6 separate regions of the Mus musculus genome follow, and all the other regions are linked to region 1. The links are chromatin contacts, called in public HiChIP or PLAC-seq and promoter capture Hi-C maps. All regions are on one chromosome and are shown on one strand. The core of a region is the stretch at or near the end of the contact, and the rest is flanking DNA. Distances in the headings are between cores, read along the strand shown. Region 1 holds the start of Fbp1 (fructose bisphosphatase 1). Region 2 overlaps Fancc (Fanconi anemia, complementation group C). Region 3 overlaps Fancc (Fanconi anemia, complementation group C). Region 4 overlaps Fancc (Fanconi anemia, complementation group C). Region 5 holds the start of Zfp935 (zinc finger protein 935). Region 6 overlaps Aopep (aminopeptidase O).

The links. Promoter capture Hi-C pulls out the DNA fragments that hold promoters and counts their contacts. HiChIP or PLAC-seq counts read pairs in DNA pulled down with a chosen protein or histone mark.
Region 2: a contact with region 1 is called in a promoter capture Hi-C map of liver. The contact joins the enhancer-like site here to the promoter of Fbp1 in region 1. A contact is called at or near these places in 7 of 39 promoter capture datasets (the C10 cell line, cranial neural crest, embryonic stem cells and 2 more), 1 of 484 Hi-C or Micro-C datasets (bone marrow-derived macrophages) and 3 of 9 other capture datasets (adipose tissue, embryonic stem cells and macrophages).
Region 3: a contact with region 1 is called in an H3K4me3 HiChIP or PLAC-seq map of embryonic stem cells, with 17 read pairs. The contact joins the enhancer-like site here to the promoter of Fbp1 in region 1. A contact is called at or near these places in 18 of 39 promoter capture datasets (the C10 cell line, the HPC-7 cell line, the SN4741 cell line and 11 more), 1 of 15 datasets of contacts at CTCF or cohesin (large pre-B cells), 1 of 484 Hi-C or Micro-C datasets (bone marrow-derived macrophages), 6 of 115 datasets of contacts at active chromatin or transcription factors (the SCID.adh cell line, embryonic stem cells and kidney) and 3 of 9 other capture datasets (adipose tissue, liver and pancreatic islet).
Region 4: an H3K4me3 HiChIP or PLAC-seq map of stem cell-derived neural progenitor cells shows a contact between it and region 1, with 5 times the contacts expected there. The contact joins the enhancer-like site here to the promoter of Fbp1 in region 1. A contact is called at or near these places in 11 of 39 promoter capture datasets (the C10 cell line, the HPC-7 cell line, HPC-7-derived erythroid cells and 8 more), 1 of 15 datasets of contacts at CTCF or cohesin (the NIH/3T3 cell line), 2 of 484 Hi-C or Micro-C datasets (bone marrow-derived macrophages and liver), 12 of 115 datasets of contacts at active chromatin or transcription factors (the SCID.adh cell line, T-cell acute lymphoblastic leukemia, effector CD8 T cells and 5 more) and 2 of 9 other capture datasets (liver and pancreatic islet).
Region 5: a contact with region 1 is called in an H3K4me3 HiChIP or PLAC-seq map of stem cell-derived neural progenitor cells, with 3 times the contacts expected there. The contact joins the promoter of Zfp935 here to the promoter of Fbp1 in region 1. A contact is called at or near these places in 2 of 39 promoter capture datasets (both in the C10 cell line), 2 of 115 datasets of contacts at active chromatin or transcription factors (large pre-B cells and stem cell-derived neural progenitor cells) and 1 of 9 other capture datasets (liver).
Region 6: a promoter capture Hi-C map of liver shows a contact between it and region 1. The contact joins the enhancer-like site here to the promoter of Fbp1 in region 1. A contact is called at or near these places in 9 of 39 promoter capture datasets (the C10 cell line, the HPC-7 cell line, cranial neural crest and 4 more), 6 of 115 datasets of contacts at active chromatin or transcription factors (effector CD8 T cells, embryonic stem cells, memory CD8 T cells and 1 more) and 2 of 9 other capture datasets (adipose tissue and liver).

The regions. Positions count from the first base shown.
Region 1 is chr13:62,886,654-62,890,330 of GRCm38.p6, reverse strand. It overlaps Fbp1 (fructose bisphosphatase 1), which reads left to right and starts at 2,049. Exons shown (of 7, transcript NM_019395.3): 1 at 2,049-2,457. The coding sequence starts at 2,288.
Region 2 is chr13:63,395,699-63,399,375 of GRCm38.p6, reverse strand. It overlaps Fancc (Fanconi anemia, complementation group C), which reads left to right. Exons shown (of 15, transcript NM_007985.3): 4 at 1,199-1,293. Among named protein-coding and RNA genes, the nearest start is that of Fancc, 34 kb to the left of the region's middle. Within about 2 kb of position 1,760, at least 14 of the 459 cell types and tissues checked have an H3K27ac peak or open chromatin away from gene starts, as enhancers often do. A contact at or near this core is called in adipose tissue and liver, where this site is marked.
Region 3 is chr13:63,351,981-63,355,657 of GRCm38.p6, reverse strand. All of the region lies in intron 6 of Fancc (Fanconi anemia, complementation group C), which reads left to right. Among named protein-coding and RNA genes, the nearest start is that of Mir3074-1, 53 kb to the right of the region's middle. Within about 2 kb of position 2,122, at least 10 of the 459 cell types and tissues checked have an H3K27ac peak or open chromatin away from gene starts, as enhancers often do. A contact at or near this core is called in embryonic stem cells, where this site is marked.
Region 4 is chr13:63,316,059-63,319,735 of GRCm38.p6, reverse strand. Fancc (Fanconi anemia, complementation group C) reads left to right here. Exons shown (of 15, transcript NM_007985.3): 14 at 2,180-2,383. It also overlaps a transcript of Aopep not described here. Among named protein-coding and RNA genes, the nearest start is that of Mir3074-1, 17 kb to the right of the region's middle. Within about 2 kb of position 1,750, at least 38 of the 459 cell types and tissues checked have an H3K27ac peak or open chromatin away from gene starts, as enhancers often do. A contact at or near this core is called in the SCID.adh cell line and stem cell-derived neural progenitor cells, where this site is marked.
Region 5 is chr13:62,464,979-62,468,655 of GRCm38.p6, reverse strand. Zfp935 (zinc finger protein 935) reads left to right here and starts at 1,844. Exons shown (of 4, transcript NM_178875.4): 1 at 1,844-1,949. The coding sequence starts at 1,947.
Region 6 is chr13:63,289,147-63,292,823 of GRCm38.p6, reverse strand. The region is part of intron 14 of Aopep (aminopeptidase O); the gene reads right to left. It overlaps Gm16907 (predicted gene, 16907), which reads left to right. Exons shown (of 3, transcript NR_045794.1): 2 at 1-132; 3 at 1,365-3,670. Among named protein-coding and RNA genes, the nearest start is that of Gm16907, 6.2 kb to the left of the region's middle. Within about 2 kb of position 1,918, at least 9 of the 459 cell types and tissues checked have an H3K27ac peak or open chromatin away from gene starts, as enhancers often do. A contact at or near this core is called in adipose tissue and liver, where this site is marked.

The sequences.
Region 1 (3,677 bases), core at 800-3,299:
CAGTCATAGAGAATGTAAGAGAGTGCATGCGGAGCCTTGAGAAAAGTAGCTGGAGCCTGGGGGAGCTTGGAGAAGTAGGACTTAGGCTGAAATGTGGAGAGGGTCCCTGCTGCAATCTGGGAGAAGCTGAGTTGCTGGAGCCGTCTGGCAATGCCTGTGGCCATGCATGTAATTTCATGGGGAAAGAGTATCATATGAGAATATGAAGAGCATAGGACAGCCACAAGGTACAGACAGCCAGGCCTCTCTGTTGGTGATGACAATGAGTGTTGCAGGTACCACCCAGTTCCTCAAGAACAACAACTTCTATAGCTTCTGGGACTGCTGGGTTAAACAGTGCTGAAGGCAGAGACTGTCACCCCTCCTGTGTCAGGTTCCCTCCCAGGGCAGCCCCCAGAGGATGACATGTGAACCTGGTATGTAGCATCTTGACTACCCCAGTGAAGCCAGCTTAGATCCCTGAGGGCCATCTCAGCCTCAGGGATCTCTGTGGACTTTGTTGAGCTCATTATTGCTACTGTATTATGGCTCAGCATCCTCCATCCCACCCTGGTGTGACCATCAGACTGTTCAATATTGTCTTTTTCAGGGAGGAGAGGGTCATTTCTTAAGAAAATGAGTCACTGGAGCACAGGGTGGGGCAGGTAGGTGAAGAAGAGGAATTTGAGAAAAAGGGGGTGGCAGTGGAGGGCATGCCAAGAGGCAGTGTGCCCAGAGAGGGTGATCCTGGAAGAGAGTGCCAAGGAGCAGTGGGCCCAGGGCAGGGCCGGAAGCTTCAAGCCAGTTTGATAGCAATCTTTGTACATCAGACAGGGAACACAAACAGGCTAGATGGAAGGCACGCTGCTAGCTCTCCCAGCTTCAGCTCTTGACCTTCTGCAGTCTGTTCCTTCATCATGTAGAACAGAGCAAGTCATAGCTTTCCAGCTTAAAACCCTCCACAGGTTCTTCCAGCACTGTGAATAGAACCCACAAGTGTTTTGCTATGGTTTGTGAGATCTGTCATAATATCATCCTTCTCTCTCTTTTCTCCTTTCTTTCCTGGTGTCTGTGTGGCTGTCGGGTACACATGTGAGCCTTGGGCGCTGTTCCTTGGGCACTGTCTACCTTGTTTTGAGAGATGGTCTCTGATAAGCTTGGTGCTAGCTGATTGCACTAGCCTGGCTGGCTAACCAGTCCCACAGACAAGTCCACTCTGGTTCTTCTCTTGCATCCTTCAGCTTTTTGCTCAAATATTATTTTCCCAGTGAACTTTTCCCTGACACCCCAGTTTACTCTTCCCAGCATTCTCTATTTATCTTTCTCTTTTCATGATTCTCTATGCCAAAGTGGCTCCTGTAGCAAACTGATCCATGGTATGTTTTTGTTTCTTTTTGTTACTTGTCAATCTTACACTCAAGAAGGGCAGGAGTTTGTACTCCTTGGGCTCTGACCTCAAAGAAAGCCGGTGTCCTGGTGCACAGTACCTGCTCAGTAATTAATTGTTCTACAAATCAGCCTATGACTTGTGACAGCTAGAACAGGCACGGGTAAGGACGCTGGCTGCGGAACAGCCTGACTTCAGAGAATAGCTGTTTGTGTCTGCATTAGTTTTCTCTGCGGAAGACACTTAGAAACTAAGGTTCCCAACAGTTCTCCAACTCTAGAAACTGGGAGGAGGCAACAATTAAGGATTCAGAGTGGATGTGGATGGGAGAATCCATTTCCCAGGAGATGGGTCAGAAGAGACAGTGATGGTTCAGGAAGAGCAGTGGGTAGGGATCGAAACCAAGCCACCTCAGGCTCAAGTGCGGCTTTCCCTGAACTAGTTACTCAACCTCCCTGAATTTGCTTAGTATTTTAAGCAGGTGGGTGGGTGGGACGGGGGAAGGGTTATGGGAGGAGGAGTCCATCATGCCTTCCTCTCTGGCAGGTTATAGCGGGCATTGGAGGAGATAACCATGCAGGTAGCCCAGAGGCAAGGTGGGCGGTGGGGCAACAGAGGAGGAAGTAGCGTTGTCAGCTTGGCATCTAGGGGAGGGTGCATGGAACGGAGGGAGGGAGAGGCTAGGAGGACCTTGGCCAGCGGGCAGAATGGCAGTTGGTAGAGGAAGGGAGCAAGGGGGTGTTTCCTGGGACAGGGGGGCGGAGACCTGGAGACTATAGGCTCCCCCAGGACTCAAGTTCATTGAGTTTCTGCAGACACTGAACGGCTTTCAGTCTTCCCGCTGTGACTATCACCTGTGGGCTCCACCTGCCTGCACCTTTAGTCAGCACCTTTAGCCAGCACCTGCGCCAGACCCCAGCAATGGCGAACCATGCGCCCTTCGAAACGGATATCAGCACCCTGACCCGCTTCGTCATGGAGCAGGGCAGGAAGGCTCAGGGCACGGGGGAGTTGACCCAGCTGCTGAATTCGCTCTGCACCGCGATCAAAGCCATCTCGTCTGCGGTGCGCCAGGCGGGCATCGCACAGCTGTGAGTTAGGCCTCTGGCTGCCGCATCTTATCCGTTAGAACGACTGGGGTCTGCTTCTCTGGACCCCTGCTGGGTCCTGATGGGTCTGGTTGCCAGTGTCGCATCTGACAGTTAAGATTCTGCTCTGCTGCACACAGCCCTCGTTCCCTTCTCCTGGTGCACAATTGCCGGATCTCTTCTGGTCTCAACTCTCCTTTTCGCTCCTCCCAGATTCCTGGTATAAGTGAGTGACTTACCAGCTGCCCACCCGGGACTCTCTAAAGTGCCAATACCTGCGCCTTTCTCCCCATTTCTCTTTTAACCTCTGTTACTCTCCTTGGAAATTGAAATCCCAAATTCAGCTTCTAATTCAGTATCATCCCTAACCTAGACAAGCCCCATAAAGAGTATCCCACCACTTATCAGTCTGGAAGGGAGCCGCCACACAGTATTCCGGGCGCTCCCTCTTTCTGGAGCCAGCTGTAGACTCACCTCCTGAGCACCAAAATCTCTCCCTGTTTGCATTAATGCTAGGAGCAGATCTTGCCCAATTATTAAGAGCTTAAAGACAGAGCAGAAGTAGTAGACTGCTTTTGATAAAGCCAAGAATCCAATCTCCTTCCCCTGAACCATCTGGGGACTTTGTTATGCAGACCCTCCTTGAATAAGAAAAGTTCCCTGTGGTAGATGATGGTGATGATGATAAGGGGGAGGAGGAGGAAGAAGATGAAGAAGAAGTTTATGTATTTATTGAGACATGGTCTCACTATGTAGGTCCACTATGTAAGGTTAGGGTTAGAAACAGGTTCTCACGATGTAGCTTCTACTGTCCTGGAACTCACTGTGAGTAGACCAAGTTGGCCTTGAACTCAGGGGTTATCTACCTGCCTCTGCCTCCTGAGTGGGGATTCAAGGCATGGTGGGTGATTTTAATGCTATGGTCCATATTTTGTACTGTAGGTAGGAGCAAATGAAGAAACATGGAGTCTCAGAACACCTTCATTTTTTAAACTACACAACACTTCTGTACTTTGTTCTGGCCTGAGCAACATGTTTGGGACCTAACTGGTTTTCACACAACTGAATGGAACCTGGGTTTTCAGGTTATCGGTATACTTTCTTAACAAATATCATACTTAAAAAAATTTTTTTCCTACGAGCAATGAGAGACTGATATGTGAGATTTGTAGCTAACTTGAACATATAATCCTTTGAAATGGATTTTTAAATGCTCCTCCAAC
Region 2 (3,677 bases), core at 511-3,010, 510 kb before region 1:
GCTGCTGAATGTGCTAGTGGCACTTAGGTAACCAGCAGTGGCTTAGTTATGCCTGTGAACCATCAAAGTGAGCTGTGTGCTCATTAGCCAGTGGTACATCTCTGCATCACTTCTGAGCAAAGACTGGGAGAATGTCCCTAGATCTTTCTCTCTTCCTTAGAAGAGAAAAATGATGCACTTGCTGAACCAAATGTGTAGAATCACTCAGAGAAGCTGCCTAGCTGCTGTTGATTCTTTGGAGTTTAAGTTCCATAAACTACCATTTCCCTCACTCCCTTTTAAAAACTTGCTTCCTAGTTCATTACATTCTTCCTTATTCCACAGTAAAGCATACTGGAATGTCTGTTACTTGTGGTTTAGTATTTACACCAGGCTAAGTACAACAGTCACATCTTTACTCTGAGGTATCAGTTTGACCTAAAGAATTCTTTGAAAGTTATGAGTCTGGAAACTAATGTGTGTTAGGCAAGACAGCACCTCCTGGTACTTTATTTAAGCTGACAGGGAAAAATGAATGCCCCTCAAAATGGCCTGGTGAGTTTACTCAGATTTATTAATTACTGAGAAAGCATAAGCTTAATGCTTGTTTTTAAAGCCCTAAAAATTATGAAGGGTTGGGTGCTCTCAGTGAATGTAGAGATCTCCGTAGTTAGTCCTGTCCAGTGCCTTTCATAACAAAGCCATTGGAAGCACTATTAGCTTACAGGAGGCTGAAAGGTGAACTCTGGATGTCTTTGAGAATACTGCAGGGGCTGGGTATGTCTACCTCCCCTCTCTTCCACCACAGGGTCTGCATTGCTGTGGCTATCCTGTCTGCTAACAGCTTCAGTTTCTAAAGTTAAGGTTTTTTTCTAATTGTGCTCTGAGTCTCTACCTGGAACAGATTTGGCTACCAGAAACATAGACAGATAGTAGTTATTTTGCTTTAAAGAGCTTGAAATTACTGATGTTTAAAATGTGAAATTAGAAACATGTTGAAGAGCCCAGCACTTTCAGCTCTTTCCATCCTTCTTGTTTGGCTTTAAAAACTGCTGCTGTTGCAGAAAGAGAGTTGACCACACAAGAGCTGGAGTGAGCTGAGCCCACAAGTAGAAAAGCCTCCGCTGAGCTTGTTTCTTGAGGTTTTCCTAAGCATGTTCTTAGGGTTTTTTTTCCCCTATTTGATAAAGTCTATTCATTTTAGTTTTCTTTTCTGCAGATGAAAGCCAAAAAATTGTAATATGGTGCTTATGTTGTCTGATGAACAAAGAACCTCGGACTTCTGCAGAGTCAGGACTTAACTCGTGGATCCGGGTAAGAGAGAAAATCCCTCTGCTGGCTCTGCTTTGACTTCAGGTGGTGATTTAAAGATACCCCACTCCCCTTCTTTCCCTTTATTGGCTCAATTCTGTCTGTCATGTTTTAAGGCAGTGGTTCTCAACTTATGGGTTGTGACCCCTTGGGGGTTGAACACAGGAGTCGTATATCTGATATCATGAATATTGGATATTTATATTATGATTCATAACAGTAGCAAGATTATTGTTACAAAGTAGCGATGAAATCATTAGGCGTCGGCATAACTTGAAGAATTGTATTAAAGGGTTGCAGTGTTAGGATGGTTGAGAACCTCTGGGTTAACAAGTGGCCTTTTACTGTTAGGTTTTCCCTGAGTGTTGAACTGTTTAGATTTCAGGTTTGCTTGGTTCCTGCAGTACTGCTCCTTATGATGAACCTCCCAGTGCTGACACCACTGCATGCTGGGTGGTTTCGAAAAATACTTGGTAATGATTAAAAGAATGTACTGGGTTTTCTGCCAGCTATTGCTGGAAGCACTGTTTCACCCTCTAAGCCTAGTTTAAGTCCTTACATAATTTTCTCCAAGAATGGCTCTGTTTCTCAGAATCTTTTTTGTGGTAAGTATGAGTTTAGATTGGAGGGGCTGGAGAGATGGCTCAGTGGTTAAGAGCAGTGGCTGAGGACCCAGGTTCAATTTCTAGCACCCTCATTGGCAGCTCACAACTGTTTGTGACTTTAGTTCCAGGGTATCCATGGCACCAGGCATGTATGAGGTGCACATATATGTGCATGTAGGTAAAATACTCATACATATAAAATAAGTCAATCTTTAAAAACAAAAACAAACAAGCAAGCAATACAAACAACCCAAAACTAATATCCGTGGAGCCCAGCCCTGTTTTTGTGTCTCAGAGTTGATGCCTAGGCCACTGCTACTCATGCTTTCAAAATCATTCATCATGGCAGCTGCCCAGAGAGCTGATTGGTTCCTGGTTTTTTCCCACCTTAGTTTCCTCTGAAATGGCAGGCACAAGCTGGAAACCTGATCTGGCTGGTTGCTTTTGCTGCTTTCTGTTGCCCCTACTATTCTACTATACGCCACAGCCTGAGGACTTGCTGATGCAGTACCACCAGGTTCACTCATTTTGAGCCATTCGTGGCTGTGAAATTGTCCAGGTAGATTGGTACATAGGGTTTGGCCCATTGATGGTAGGTGATACATCACCTCCTTTATGTGTCCTTTAGACAAAATTGGTGATGGTGATGATAAATACAGTATTGTACTTTCTGTTGAATTGGAAGAAGAGAAGGTACACAAGGAGTGGAAAGGATTGGGCAAGGGAAGAAATGAATACAGAATTTAGTTTGAAGAAAAATTCAGGTAAAGAACCGAAGAAAGGAACTGATGAATCGAGTTAGAGGAGAAAAGCTATAGGAATAGAACAATACCTAGCCTTCAACAAAATATATTGTCTTTCATTTTTTGATCATTGTGTTTTATAGAATGTTTGCTGTTTTAAGAACAGTTACTTAGTGTGTAAGTTTGTATTGGATAGATCACTAAGTCCCAGAGTAGCCCATGTAGTAAATTGTTTCTGGGATGACTGGATTAACGTTGCACATTTAATATATGACTTTATTCATCTATTTTTAAAATTGTAGCCTATTTATTTTGTAGTTTATTCATTGTTTAATGCCTGGGGTAAGTGAGTACTGAGAGGTACTTAAATTAACACTAATGCAGAAGGTAAAATTCAAACAATTTCTCCCACTGGGGACCTAAGACTAGTGACCACACCACTCTAGAGTGGTGCATGCTGTCAATGAAGTGTTGTTGGTAGTTATGATGGTGGCCCAGAAGAGAATACTTGCTTAGACTTGGGGGCTAGAGACATTTCCTGAGGGAGATGGCAAACTAGATGTGCCGTGAGGTTGGCTGTGAGTACAGGGAATGACCAGGAGTGTCAACATATACAATGTGCAAAGCATGGTGGGAGAAAGCAGACCCAGGAAACTACTGGTGCTTGCAGGTGCCTGCAGCTTCGTGTTCCTGGAGCATGTACTAGTCATGAGGCTGGAAAGGCGTGTGAACACCAGCTGTTTGTGATTACATGAAACAAAAGAGGTGAAATTAACTTGAGAAGGCTATTATTGATCCAAAATGCCATCATTTCAACACAAAGTTACTATAGAATTTTGGGGATTGTTTCTCAATATTTTTATAACATATCTTGAACACATATATTTACGTATTTTATTTTAATTCTGACACTAAGTTTGAGCTGGAAATTATCAATCTTTGTTAATATTTCATATAATGTATGATAGGAAAGTCTATGTGTATATATCCAAGTTATTTAAAAAGCTTTTTATAACAATTAACAGTTTAAAATTTTTAT
Region 3 (3,677 bases), core at 873-3,372, 470 kb before region 1:
ACAAGACCTAGGGTGGTACTAACAGCCAGTTCACCCAGTAGATATATGTGGAGCACCCCATATAATAATAATAATAGAACACACATTACTCTCTTAGAGTATTCTTCAGGATAGGCTACATTTTGGATTACAAAACACATCTTAATAAATTGAAGAAGACTTAAGTCGTATCAACTGTCCATTTTGATCACTGTGAAGTAAAACTGGAAAGTTTACCAATATGTAAATCAATACATTTTAAAGCAGCTAGTGCTCAAAGAAATGATACATTTAGAAAATTACCTTGAGAGAAATGACAGTGAACATGCCACATGCCAGCACTTGCAGGTTGTGGCAAAAGTTAGGATATTCATTAAAAAAAAAAAAAACCTGAGTTAGAAAGAGGCAGCAGATTAGAATAGCCATCAACAATAGAGAACAAAAAATAAAAAAATCAAAACTGAGAGAGGTGTGCAGGACTTAGTCTTGGGCTGTGAGATATCACTAAACAGCTGTATGCCAACAACTAGGACAGTCTAGAATTGGAGGCTGTTCTAGAAATATGCAAGTCTTTAAAAAGTAAAAATATGAGCAGATTAAGTCAGGTGTTCAAAGCCTCCCAACAAAACCCCAAAGATCAAATAAATGGCTTTACTGGAGGAGTTAAAAATTCTTTTAAACTCTGCCAACCTCCTAGAGAAGATGGGGACACTTTCAAATCAGTTTATAAGGTTAGCCATCTACGGACAACACAGTCATACACATCTATGCAAAGAAAACAGGGTTAGTTGATATCTTTGGTGGATATGTGAGTAGTAGATCTATACAGAGCTTAGTACCACTAATTACCAGGGAAATGCAAACCAGAACTGCATAGCAGTTTATATAAATAAAGGTGTAAGGAGGCTGGATGTAGTATTGTATATATCTTTAACTTCAGCACTCAAGAGATAGAAGCAGGCAGATCTTTGAGTTCTGAGACTAGTCTGGTCTACTTAGTGAGCTCCAGGCCAACTAAAGCTACATAGTAAGATTCTGTCTCCAAAAAAAAAAGGGAGAAGAAGAAGAAGAAGAAAAAGAAGAAGAAGAAGAAGAAGAAGAAGTAGTAGTAGTAGTAGTAGTAGTAGTAGTAGTAGTAGTAGTAGTAGTAGTAAGGGAGGGAAGCGTTAGATAGCTTTAGTATGTTGTGTTGTGTTGTGTTGATGATGATGTGGAGAAATGACATCATGCACTGCTGGTGAGAATGCATTGTGGCATAGCTACTGTACACAAGCCATAGTGGTTCATTCACAAAGAAAAATAGATCTGGTGTGATGCTGCATGCCTGTGATCTCAGCACTTGGGAGGGGGGAGTCCGAGGGTCCAGAGTCCAAGGCCAGCTGTGGCTACATGAGACTTGGTCTTAAACAAGCAAGTAAATGGAGTTTCTGCATGGCCACTTCCACTTCTGCTTATATATTCAAAAGAATTGAAAAGATAATTTGCAAACCTATGTTGGTTGTATTTTACATACTAGCCAAGGGATAGAAGTAACCTCTATGCATCTTGTTAGATGAAAGCATGGCATAGACACAACTAAATTTTTATCATCCTTAAAAAAAAAAAAAAGAAAGAAAAAAGGAAAGCCCTGTTGAGTGCTCTGACATGGTCCATCTGACACTACACAATGAAATAAGCCAACCACCAAGAACAAATGCTGCCTTCCGCTCACCTGTAATATCCAGAGTAGCCAGTCTCTCAGAAGGTAGAATTCTGTTTGCCATGGGCTGGGAGGAAGGGAGGCAGGAGTTCTTGGTTGATAAAGAGTTTTAATTTTGTAAGATGTGGAAGTTGTGGAGATCTTTTGATAAGATGATGGTTTGAAAGGTTGATATAATGAGGGTTTTACTATCACCTGGGGATACTCTTTAAGTGTTGGTGATTTCAGGAAGATATAGGTTATTTTCAAGTAAGGCTAGAAGAGGTCCATGATAAATCTCCTTGCCACAGATCCTCTGGGCCCCTTTGTCTGCTTGGAACGGGTCTCTAGTCTCGGGTGGGCAAAGCGTCATATGAATTGACTGACAGATGCACACAGGAGAGGTTGTGTAGAATCTGAATGTAATGTCAAATGGAGCATCAGACTTTTTATACAGAGACAATAAGGAAGTTGGGTGGCACACTTGCAAGGTACAAAGAGGTTACTGGATTCTTACATAAAACAGAGGAATGCAAACACAGAAAGTCTAACAAGGACCACCTGGGATAGAATTCATTGTTAACAGCTGGGATCAACAAGGGTTCCACCTAAGATTCACTTAATCTTAGAAGCCAAGGTCAAGGGCTTCGTGCCCTTGCCATAGTTCCTATTTTAGTCTATTGTATAGTCCACCTTCCCCTTAGGCCATTGTAAATACGTGTGTGTATGGGTGTAACTCAGCTATAGTTCTAAGTATCTATTCTGGTTTCTCCTTCGGTCTGAAACTTCCTTCTTCCTTGGTGATGGTAAATTCCTGTGTAGGGGAGTGACTTAGCTTTTAATCAAAGTGATAGTGTAATACCAGAGGCTATTCTGAATGTCACTGAATAGCAACATTCTTACTGAATTCCAAGCCCATGGTCTTGCTCAAAGATGTTCTTAGGACTGTTGGAACACTGGTGAAGGCTTTAGCTATGTCAGAATTCAATCTTAAAAAGCACTTATAATAGGATAATACTAAAAGAGAGCATGTGGATCCATCCACTAGACTAACGCGGGAATGGAAAATTAATGTATGGGTTAGAGAGAACACCAGACTCCAGGAGTGAGTTTCCGTGAAACTCTTTTGCCTCGTGAGTAGCTTCCAAGCCTCAGCCTGTCAAGCTGACTCGACCGGAGAGCGTGGCATCTCCTTAACAATTTTAAAGTCACTTGGCATTGGTGGAGCACACCTTTAATCCCAGAACTCAGGAGGCAGAAGCAGGCAGATCTCTGAGTTCAAAGACTGGTCTACAGAGCGAGTTCTAAGACAACCAAGGCTACACAGAGAGACCCTGTCATGAAAAACAAAACAAAACAACAACAACAAAATTTAAAAGTCTACTATAAAATTAGGTAGAGCTTGGCTTATCAAAATACAGGCAAGCAATAGATATCCCTCTGAAGAAGTTCATGGCATTTGTGGATCCAGCCTGAGGCTTGTCAGATATCTAGAGATACAGTTCAAGAGGGAGTTATGTAGCTTTCCAGACAGCATTACAGTAAGTGTTAGGCTGTGACTAGTTGCCAGAGCAGTACTCCAAACGACTTCTGTGTAAGAAGTGAACTGCAAAAGGCTTGATGCTAAGCACATATTGCTAGAGCCATCATCCTGTATGGTTGTCTCTAGCCTCCCAGCTTTCTACAGCAAGCCACAGGACTATACCTTGAGATGACTCTTGCAAGGTTCACAGCATCACACCTTGTAGCTGTGATAGCAGAGACCTGGATAAAGAATATAAATATCTGTAATTGAATTGTTGATTTTGTTTCTTGGTCACATGACTCTATCAGCTTCTCTAAAGAAAGCTAAATTTTTACCATCTCTGCTTCTGAACTCAGGACATCAGTCTCCTTTTTATGAAGATTTTGAAACTGTGAGTTGAACTTTAAATAGTCTAGCAATGAAAAGTTAACATTGAGTGGAGTCCCTTAGAGTAGCCAAAGAGAACAGAATAGCTTTTTCATTTGGGATGGTGTT
Region 4 (3,677 bases), core at 501-3,000, 430 kb before region 1:
GATGCATTGTACACCCGACTGCCCAAGTGTGTGCATGTGTGTACACAAACTAATTTCTTTCTTTTTAAAATGGACTTAATTTCTAGACAGTTCTTCACTGGTGCGTTTTCCTGCTAGCTAGCCTGGATTCCGGAGTATTTCTCGTTCTTTACAAATACACCTTGGTCTTATACGGGGTGATTAGACATATGAATAAAAGCAGGGTTCTCCATTCAGAGGAGTTCGCTGTTTTCTGTCTTTACTCCTTAGCTGGTCACTCAGAGGCAGCCACTGCCTAGTCCTAGAAGCCAGAGTTTCCCATTACTGATGCCTTGGTGTCTGAGCAGAGGCGCTGGTGTGTGCCACACTCCAGGAAGGTGTCTTCCTAAGTATTAATGCAGGCATTTTGTGTAGCTGGGTTTGGGAGCTTTAACTCCTTTATAGTCAGCAGGAAACTGAATCCAGGCTGAACTGTGTCACAGTACACAGGCATAGTTGGATTATGGAGTTTGCTGGTGTTTGTGCCTTTAACTTACAGCAGTTAAGTCATGGTTAGTCACTTGGCTGCAAGTGCTATGCGACAGTTTCCTCTGCTGGTTATACTTGTGGTACAAAAGCATATTTGTCCTTCTTGGGTAACACCTGCAACTGTGTTCTTCTGCTTTGGCTAACTGAATCAGATCATGACTTTTTCTATAGTCGTATCTAATGTACTTTTGGGCTTAGTCGGGGACTCAAACCCTTCAGACACTGTCCTGTCACTTGTAAGAATCTTCCTGGAGAGGCAGAGGTTCACACAAAGCTGCTTGCAGATTGATGGACATCAAAGCAGAGTCCATAGCTACAGGAGCTGACATAGCCTGAGCTCTGTGTGCTGTGAGTGGTGCTGTATCCCAGCCATGTACTAGCACACTATCAGGAAGAGCCCCTTTGCCAGGTGTGCTAGGCATGTCAGCTGTGCATGGCACACTGTGGAAGAGTGAGAGAGGAGCAGTAACAGCCACTCCCAATGGGTGGAGCATAGGTTGCTTGGGTCTGTCAGATGATGCTGAGTGGTAGACTGTTTTCCCATTCTTTATTCCTCGTGTTTCCCATAGGAAGCAAAAGTAAATCTTTATAATATAGAATGGAAATACGTTATGAAGAAAAAAGGCTTATCTTTCACTTCAGAGACACACATCTCCCCTATAGAAGCTTCTAGACTCAGAAGGCATATGAGAGGGAAGTCAATGTGGACAAACAGGATTGAGTTTGGGGTATGCAGATCAGAAAGAGGGGAAAGGTGAGACTTCTCCAGATGCTATCAACTGAGATGGTGGCCACCCTAGGAACTGATCCTCTCAGTGGGAAAGTCCTGTGGTACCTTTCTCATGGTTACCCTTGTGGTCCAGAGATCTCACACAAAACTCCTGTGGGCTGCTGTCTGAGACAGGTGGCACTGATTGGACCTGAACTTGCAGGTTAGACGCAGCTCTCAGAGACCCACAAAGTCAGTTGTGGGAATTCTCTGAACAGGACAGAACATGGATGTGATGTTCTACACTGTATCTGCCTCAGAAGCTCTGGGCTTCTGTGAAACACAGCAATGGGCCACTCTTGAAACAAGCAGGAGTCTCAGCATGAAATAAATATTTTTTATGCAAAAACAACCCACGGACTTAGAACAACTACTGTTATTATGTGGATTCCACAGCCTTGTGCCCTCTGCTTAAGCTGTGACTTGTAGGAACAACTGTCCCAGTGTTTACAACAAAACAAACGAGCTTGTGTGTGCCCGGCCTGTGCTTCCCTCACATAGCCCAGGCAGGGGCAGCCCTGCATTCTTATCAGCACCGCCCAGTGGGGCCTGGGACTCTAATTGATTATGGCTTATGGTCAGGGGTCTTCAAGGGGCCGTTTGCATTTTTCCCACAGTAAGAAAATTCTGACTACCTTCTGCTGAGGACTTGCCTTCATTTCCTTCCATACAAAAAAAGGTCAGGTGCTGGCATGATGCCCTGGCTCCTTGGTGGGCAAGATGAAAGAACGGCAGGAAATTTCCATTACGTTCATTTAGGTTTATATGGAGCTGTGTGTGAACTAGTGTGTTGGGTACCCGGCTGTTTCTCTCTCTGGAGCGTGAAAGCATCAAGTCAGTCCTAGAGTCTCTTATGTCCTGAGTCTCTCTAATGTCTCAAGCCGCTGTACTTGTATTCCCCAGGTGGAGCTGAAGGTATTAATCAACCGTCTCCTGATGCTGCTCAGAAGCGGCCCCCTCTCAGCTACTGATCTGCAGGAAGCAGCTGAGAGTCCCAGTGGAGACCCCAGACCACCTGTATGTGGACAGCTGGTCAGACGCCTTCTTCTTAGTCTCTTGCTCTGGACCCCAGAAGGCCATGCAATTGTCTGGGAAGCTGTCACCCATGTAAGTTGCTCTCTTTTTCCAACCTGTACTTCAGTTCACTCTCTTCGTGGAGGTAGATTATCTCCTTAAGGGTCCGACTTTTGAGATCACAGGCCCAGGATGCTGCCCCAGGATATGGAGATCCACAAGGCCACAGCACAGACCCAGAGCCCACCTGTGCTGTACAGAGGTATGTGGAGGAGAAGGCATGCTTGCAGAAAGGATGTCACCTTGTAGGCACACTTGCAGGCGCTGCTGGCACCACCCACACTGAGAGCTGGGTGCCCCGCATCCCATGTTATGGTCACTCTCTGCCATGTCCTGGGGCGAGAAGTCCAGCTTCAGGGACAACATGCTCCTAGTAGCCATCGTGCTACTGTAACAGGTCAGAGCTTACTTCAGAGAAAGCATTGTTTAGTATATCAGTTTTCTTGTTGCAGTGACAAAATCTGAGAAAAACAGCTACAAGGGAGGAGTCAAGAAGAGTTAGTGTTTTACTTCACTAAGCTTAGTGGTGCTGGGCCCACCCATGGTCAGGCAGATCCCTGTGGCAACAATGTGTGGCAGTGACTGTCTACCTAGGGTGCACAGAAAACACAGGATCCAAACATCCCTAAGGACTTCCCCGTGACCCACTTCCCTCAGATAGTCCCTGCTTCCTACTGTTTCCAGAGCCTCCCAGATAGTACTACCAGCCAGGCGTCAAACCTAGCTTATGAGTCTTTTGGAAAGACAGTTGTCAAAACCATAACGCTAGTTAGAGACTCTTGTAGAAGCACACACGGCATGATGGCTTTGTAAAGGGGTCAGTCAGAAGTGAGTCACATCCATGACACAGACCTTGCAGTGACGGTTTGAGTATGACACCAAAATCAACAAAAGGAAAAGACAGATAAATTGGACTACACAAAAGTTTAAAACTTGTGCATCAAAGGATATCAAAGTACAGGGTGATTCAAGAATGGGGGAAAGCTGGGGTCAGGACGCATCGGGTAAGAATTATGTGTTTAGGATACATACAGAATTCTTATGACTGACAGCAATGCTGAACCATCTAGTGAAAGATGGGTGAAAGGATAGGTCAGACACTTCTCCAGAAGCTGAGTGAATGCTCAGAGCACCTGAGAAGAGACCCATAGCACGGTAGTTTCCAGATCACACACCTAGATGCTGGCTCCTGCAGAACTAGTAGAGCAACATTGAGAGTCAGGGTGGCATCGTGAGGCCTTTCCACGGGGAATGCTACAGTGATGCAGCCACTGTGAAGGAAGTAGTCTCACTCTACTGTGGGACATAGTGATCCTGTCCCCAGGTC
Region 5 (3,677 bases), core at 595-3,094, 420 kb after region 1:
TAAGTCAATTATTGGTTCGCTTTAAATGCAGCACTGCTCTGATCTCTTACTTGTATCCATTCTGTGATGTTTCCCAGGCATAAGAATTTCTTTCCATTTCTTTTACAAGTGCTGCTTAGGACAAGGTCTCCTGTGCCCAGGCTGGGTCATGCCATGTAACTGATAATTGCCTTGTACATCTAATCCTGTCTCTAAAGCCACATGATGGGAAGACAGTCCTGCATCTCTTCTAGGCTAGGCTTTGAAGGTGAAAGTTTTCCTGGTATGTCTGTACTTGACATTAGCAATGAGTAGTGAGGTCACCAATTTTCCATCTTAATAGTCACCTTGACTGGTCATTACTCTGGTCTGCAGCCCAGGCAATTAATAATCTGGAAAAGGGGGCTGAGGAGAAGGCTCAGCAGGTAAGAACACTGACTGCTCTTCCCAAGGTCCTGAGTTCAAATCCCAGCAACCACATGGTGATTCACAACTATCCATAATGAGATCTGGAGTGTCTGAAGTCAGCTACAGTGTAATTATGTATAATAATAATAAGAAATAAATCTTTGGGCGAGAGCAAGCAGGGACTAAGTGAGTGGGACTGACCAGAGTGAAGCAGAGGTCTGAAAAATTCAATTCTCCACAGCCACATGAAGGCTCACAACCATCTGTACAGCTACAGTGTACTCATATACATAAAAAATAAATATATAAATCTAAAAAGAAAGAATCTGGATAAAAACTGAACTTCCTGTTAACTGATGTTGCCACCAATGTAATTATTTCAAATGACTGTAGTTACAGGAGTTCAGTTACTTAAAACCAAAGAGATGGGCACTGTGAATGTTTTTATTATTTTCACCATTTAAGATGGGAAAACCCTTATTTACTCTGGAGGTTTTGGTTAAGTAGAAAAAAAATTAATCTAGGCCAGAACTTCTGCTGTGAGCCTACATATATAAAGGATATTGAAGATGGTAGTTCTTTCTCTTTCTCTTCTTCCCACATACTGGCCAGCAAGGTCTCTTTATTTTTCTAGCATTAAGGCTCCATCTTTGGAATGCTGAAAAATACTAAAGACCAGCTGAGACATAAAGGCACTACTGTTTTCTTCAAATCTCCGTTGGTACAGTCATTGATTTACCAGTGGGGCCACATTCTGTGAGCCATTCTTATCTATCCACTTTCTGCATACTTAAAGATATCCATGCTCTGAGTTCTGTTCATCTGGAAAACCTTTACTAATACAGATATGTTTTTTCACCTTCCCACGTAGGAAGATGTGCTGGCTAACAATAGTGCTCCATAGTGATTGGCAACCATCCCCTGCTTTTCTCCCAGGGTTGTCTGGAGTCTCATCTGTAGCAATTGCATATTAGCTGCGATTTTCCTGATGTCAGTGTAAAATGAGAGAAGCAAACATCACATTTTATGTCCTAAAAATCTCTCTTTAATTGTAATTATCCTTGGAACCTATAGTTCATTCTGCTCCAAGTTGAATAATGTACTGTGCAAGGTGTGGCTCTTGATTCCTTGGTGGAGGAGGGGGGCGGAGCGAGGAGAAGCAGAACCGGCGGCGGCCTTGGAGGAGCAGGAAGAAGAAATTCCTGCTGAGTTCTGGATGACAGAAAGATAGACTATTGTTGGACAGGACTGAAAGAAAGTCTTGCAGATCTCAAAAGGGTCAGCATCTGGATAAGAAACCCGAGCTGGGAAGCCCTAAGCTGTGTGCCTTCAGCGCACTGTAACCCTAAGGGAGGTGCTCATGTCAATCAAGTCTCACTAGCCAATCAGGGCCTCCGGATAGGCAGGGCAATAGAAGTAGAGGCGTGTTCTTCCGTGTGCCTTGTTCCGGTGCTCTGTGTTCCTTTCCGTTTCGAGCAGGCTGAAAGCTTGGTCTGATTTGTTTTAATCTCTGCTGCCAGGGGCCTTAGGGAATTGCCAGCGATCTACGACGTGGCGACATGGTGAGCGTGTGACCACTGCCCTTAACCGGAAGGAGCAGGGGTCTAAGAAGCTGGAGTCGGGGTGACGGGATGCAGGGGACCAGCCCTGGCCATTCTTGGTTCCTCTTCAGGCAGTGGAGGGGGAAGAGTGTCTGAGGTGACAAGACTTGGTTTTCAGGGATGTTTAGGGTTGCTGTTTAGTATTAAGACGTTTGCCTATCTTAAGTCTCAGTCGCGTTGCAGCAGAAGCTGACCTGCCCGAGTTCCTCTGAGGCAAGGCTGGACGCTGCGATCTCTGGTATTTAGAGCCTCCTCTTAAAAAGACAGGGGATTAAGTGAGTAGCTTTTGTTCTATCTCCACAGAAACTGGGCTGCTCTAACTTCCAGCTGCTAGTTGAAGTCACAGGAAGAAAAGTGGGACACTTTTAAACATGTCTTTAATCTTTATTTCCAAGTTCTTCTAAAAAGTTTCCTATGAAAGTTCTCTAAGGAAAGGGAGTGGGTGATTAAGTAAAGGAGTCATTGCTAGAGCCTTTCCCTCTTGTCCAGATGCCTCTTGCTTGATAAGCTTGGGGGAAGTTTGGAGCAATAAACTTCTCTTAAACCAGGAGAAGAGAGCCACCCTCACAGTAGAAAAGACTTTTACACAAGCAAATATGGATAAACTCACATAAATTCATAATACAAATTATTATACTTTTGAGCGGTTAGTTTGTTCCAATGTATGTTGAATTTTCAACTAGAGGGGACTCCTTTGCAGATATGTCTAATCCACTTGCACAGTTACTTCAGCTCAGAGTGTTGAGAAGCTGTGTGTTAGGTTACGTCTCTCCGCAGCTCACATTGCACGTAGGGGTGAGATCTAACTGTATCTTCTCTTTTTAGTGCTTTTTGTTTTTTGTTTTGTTTTGTTTTTGGATTTTTTTTGAGACAGGGTTCCTCTGTATACCTCTTGCTGGCCTGGAACTCACTCTGTAGACCAGATTGGCCTCGAACTCAGAAACCCGCCTGCCTCTTCCTCCCAAATGCTGGGATTAAAGGCGTGCGCCACCACTGCCTGGCCTAACTTTATCTTCTTATGTCATTATCTCTGCTAGGGAATAGCCTGCAATTTTTCAAAATCACTCTCCTTTACCAATAACCAGACCAACACCAAATGGCTTCTCATCTCTCTCTTTTATAGAAGATTCTGATGCTAGGAGTATTTGCTCAAAAGCGCATACATCCTGCTATCTATTATACTTTTAATATTTATTATACATTATATTGTGATTAGTGAATCAAAGTCAGCTGTCTGTCTGTATCAGACCCTATCTCAAACACAGGAAATAATCAAAATTGTATTTGTGATAGGCTTGCAGACTCCAGTTTTTCTTTCTTTTACAAATTAATATTAAGGTTAAAATTAGATTCCAAGTTAAAAGTCACCTTTTTTTTTTTTTGTGACTTGTTCTTCATTTGTAATTTTGTGATTTCCACATCAGAAATGGATTCCAGTGTTCCTGGTATGTTCTGTTAACTGTGTGATAGTGAACTAAGTTACTAACTGAAAAAGATTCCACTTTTGTAAGCACATGCTATGTACCTAGGCCTTGAGCTTGACTATAAAAGCACTCCCCTGCTTTTTAATAAACCGATTTCTCTTTATTCAATTTACATCCTGCTCACTGCCTTCCTCCCAGTCACCCCCCCCCCCCATAATTCTTCCCCCAGCTCCCCCTCCCCTTCTCCTCTGAGTCCATGAGCCAC
Region 6 (3,677 bases), core at 669-3,168, 400 kb before region 1:
CCTTAGCGGGGCAAGCCTACAGCCCTGGTGGCCCCTCACTGCCCCAGGCTGAAGGACAGGTGCCTGTGGACATGGCCTAGCTCACCAATGGCAGGAGAGAGAAGCTGGGTTACCAGAGACTTCCTAGGTGCCGTAAGTTGATTCTTTTTTTTTTTTTTTTTTGGTTTTTCGAGACAGGGTTTCTCTGTGTAGCCCTGGCTGTCCTGGAACTCACTCTGTAGACCAGGCTGGCCTCGAACTCAGAAATCTGCCTACCTCTGCCTCCTGAGTGCTGGGATTAAAGGCATGCGCCACCAAGCCCGGCTGTAAGTTGATTCTTTGTGATACATAGGTGTGTAACAAAAAGTTGCATATGGTGCATGCCTCTAATTCCTATAGTCATGAGGCAGAGGCAAGCACATCTCTTCAAGTTTGAGGCTAGTTTAGTCTACATAGAATATTTCAGGCCACCCAGGACTACATAGTAAGACTCCACCTCACACACACACACACACACATACACAAACACACTCCGAAAAACCTTAGAAAAACTATTTTCCAGGATGCTCTGTTTAGAATGTGGGTTTTTACACAGAGGTGCCGCTTATCCCACCAGAAATGGACTCCAGAACTCTGCAGTCCTTCAGGGCCTGCACCAATACAGGGACCTCTGTGAGCAGTGCTCCTTGTGCTCGATTGGTTGGGAACAGATGAGAGGAAGGGCACATGGAGGATAGGCCTGCAGGAGCTTTCATGTCAGAACTGCATCTGAGGCCAGACAACTAAACCTGCCAGGTAATTCACATTACAGCGCTGAGTCTTACAGTGGGACTGCCACCAGGATGTGCTGTGGCAATAGGTCTGAGTCCTGGGACCATAGTCAGCCAGACAAACATGGGCTATGGCTTATCCACTCCCAAAACTGTAGGGTCAGCTAGCTCCATAGGCTTGGGGGAAGGAAGAGCCAGAGGGGTTCCACCAGGCACACATACACACATAGCTTATGCCAGAACATGTACAAACGTGTACACACAAATAAGTTCTTTTTTTCAACATTTTCCCATATGCAATATATGCAACACACTGAGTTTTTATTATTGTTTTAATGCTAGTAGTTAACAATAGTAAATAAATGTTGTGTCCTGCTATTTTGTGGAAAACTGACCAAATGGCCCGAAGAGTGTGGCCTTCCTAGAAGGTGGAGGGCCATGCCCAAGAGACTATATAGATACTTCAGGAGACTCCACATAGTAAATCTTCTGTCGTTTTCTCATCTACTACAAAAGTTGACTATTGAATCTGTGAGACTTTGGAGATAGGTAACACCTGGGAATGTGTGCCCAGATGACAGGGCAGGACTTAACGAGGTGACCTTCTCAACCCAGGTGATGGCTGTGAGCAAGAAGGGATCCAGGAGAGAGAAGGCACTGGTGGGGACCACACAGCTTAAGACCAACTAGCCTTGGCCATCGAGTCCTGGTTGCAGAAGAGAATATGGGGCCTGGATGACCGCTGGAGGAAGAGACAAGACCTTGGGGTGCTCACACCACCTCTGGGAAGTACATCCAGGCGCACAATTCTGGGAATTTTCAAGACCATTTGTACAGAGGACTCACTTGGACTCATACCAACCCCAGCTATGTGGCAATTCTGTCCCATGTACAAGGTTACTGTGAACCAGAAGTTCCCTCGGAGCTGAAAGGCTCTTCACTTGTTAACACCACAGAGGTACCCTGCTCTTCTGGTGTCTACAGTCTTAAAGCATTGCCACTTAGAAAGCCACTTCTATTCCTGAACTGTGCCTCAAATTCCGGGCTACGAACCTGACCACCATCAGAGATCTCTTCTGGAAACAGTTGATACCTAGCCTAGCTCTCCTCCCAACCAGGGGACAACAGTGTCAGCATCCCTCTACTCTGACCATAGGCCCTGACACAGCCTTTCTGTTCAAGGCCAGATGCAGGGTACCACTGGTCCTCTGCCCTTTTGGTTTTGCCCCTGAAGAACAGGGCAGACACAGCTCATTACTTAAACCACTGTTTACAGAACAGACTATGTGGTGTACTGACCTAGATCATACATTGCTATCCAAGTATTTCCTCCCCAAACCTACCATGTCAACGGACATCCAGGTGGGAACCCCTGAAACCTTAGGATGGACCCAGCATGACATGCAGAGTAGCCCTGAGTGCTGGTCCCAACCCCCCAAGTCCTATTGCTGTCTCTGCAGTTCCAATTCCAGGCTCAGCATTCATTCTGAGGATTATTAAAGGGGAGATCCTGCATCTCACTGGTCTGTGGGAACAGTACAGGGGCTGATCCAGTGCTGCGGTGGCCAGGCATGGAGGGTGATGCCAGCGCAGAGAGAATGAGTGCAGCCAGCAAGAGCAAAAGGTTCCTGGCTGTAGGCGTGTGGGTCTGCCCTGCTTTATGCTCCTACCACAGACCCAAAGTCATGGGGCTAACCACCCAGGGGCTGGAACCATAGCCTGAGCCAAAAGCAACCTGTTCTCTTTACAAGGTGATTGATTATCTGAGCCATTTGCTGGACTAACAGCTGCCTAGCATACACATACCAGTGTTTTACATGAAGTTGCCTTTCAAGGAGTCAGCCATTGACACCCCTCCCCCTCCCAGTGCTATGGCTGTAGCTCAGTGGTTAGTGCCTACTTGGTAAGATCAAGGAGGACCCCAGCCTCCCCCGAGCCTGCTTACTACTGCATGTTGACTCATTCTTTGTGTTTTTCAAACTTCCATATATAACTATTAGAAAAACCTGGGACCTCAGTGTTTACAGACAGATACAGCAACTTAAATCCTCATGTCACGTTTGTAACAGTTAGAATCCTTTAGCTTTGTTGCAGAACCAGGGTTGAGGCAGGCCAACAGGTGGACCAAGCTGGCTGCTGTGTTGCTAGGTGGCAATGCTGCAGGGTTCTGTGGCGAGCTGGTGAAAGCAAGACATTAGGCCACTGATCCCACTGGCCTGCCTCCAAGCGCAGTGTCTGCCTGCAGCAGGCTTCTGAATGGACAACGCTGCTGCAAACGGAGAATGCTTTCAAGGACTTTGAAATTATAATGCACAGTTGGAAGCTATAAAATGCTTTGAAGAATACCACCCATCCTATTTATGACAGGAAGCCCCTTTCTTTCTCAGTCCTTTTGATTTTGAAATTTACTGCTAAAGGAAAAAAAAAATCTGTACAGGGAACATGATCTGGGAAGCCCATTAAACCTCATTTGGAGTTTCATTTTATATCTGTAAACAGAAAGACGAAGGCTCGAGGCTCTTATAAGTTAATAAGTCTACACTGCAATAAACAACCCTGCTTTTTCAATTTGTGTGCTTAAATTAGATTTTCTTGCTTTAAAGAGGGTTCACTGGTGGTGAGAGGCACAGCTATTGCAGGACTACAGGCTGATGGCACTGCCAGCAAAGAGCTGTCAGCTATGGTGCACGAGCCACACAGAACCACACAGAACTTTCAGCATCTGGTTTACTCTACTGCTCCCCCTCTCCTCTCCCTCACTGCTCGCTGTTCCCAGAGGACTGGAACTCCGAGATTGTTCTTCTAATAAAGGGAATTAGACCTTACTTCAGTTGCTGCTGTACAGACATGTTAGTAAATTCCTAGGCCAGGGTTAGGAGTGACTCGTGGAGACTGGGAAGATAGCTGAAGGAGTAAAGTTCTTGCCTT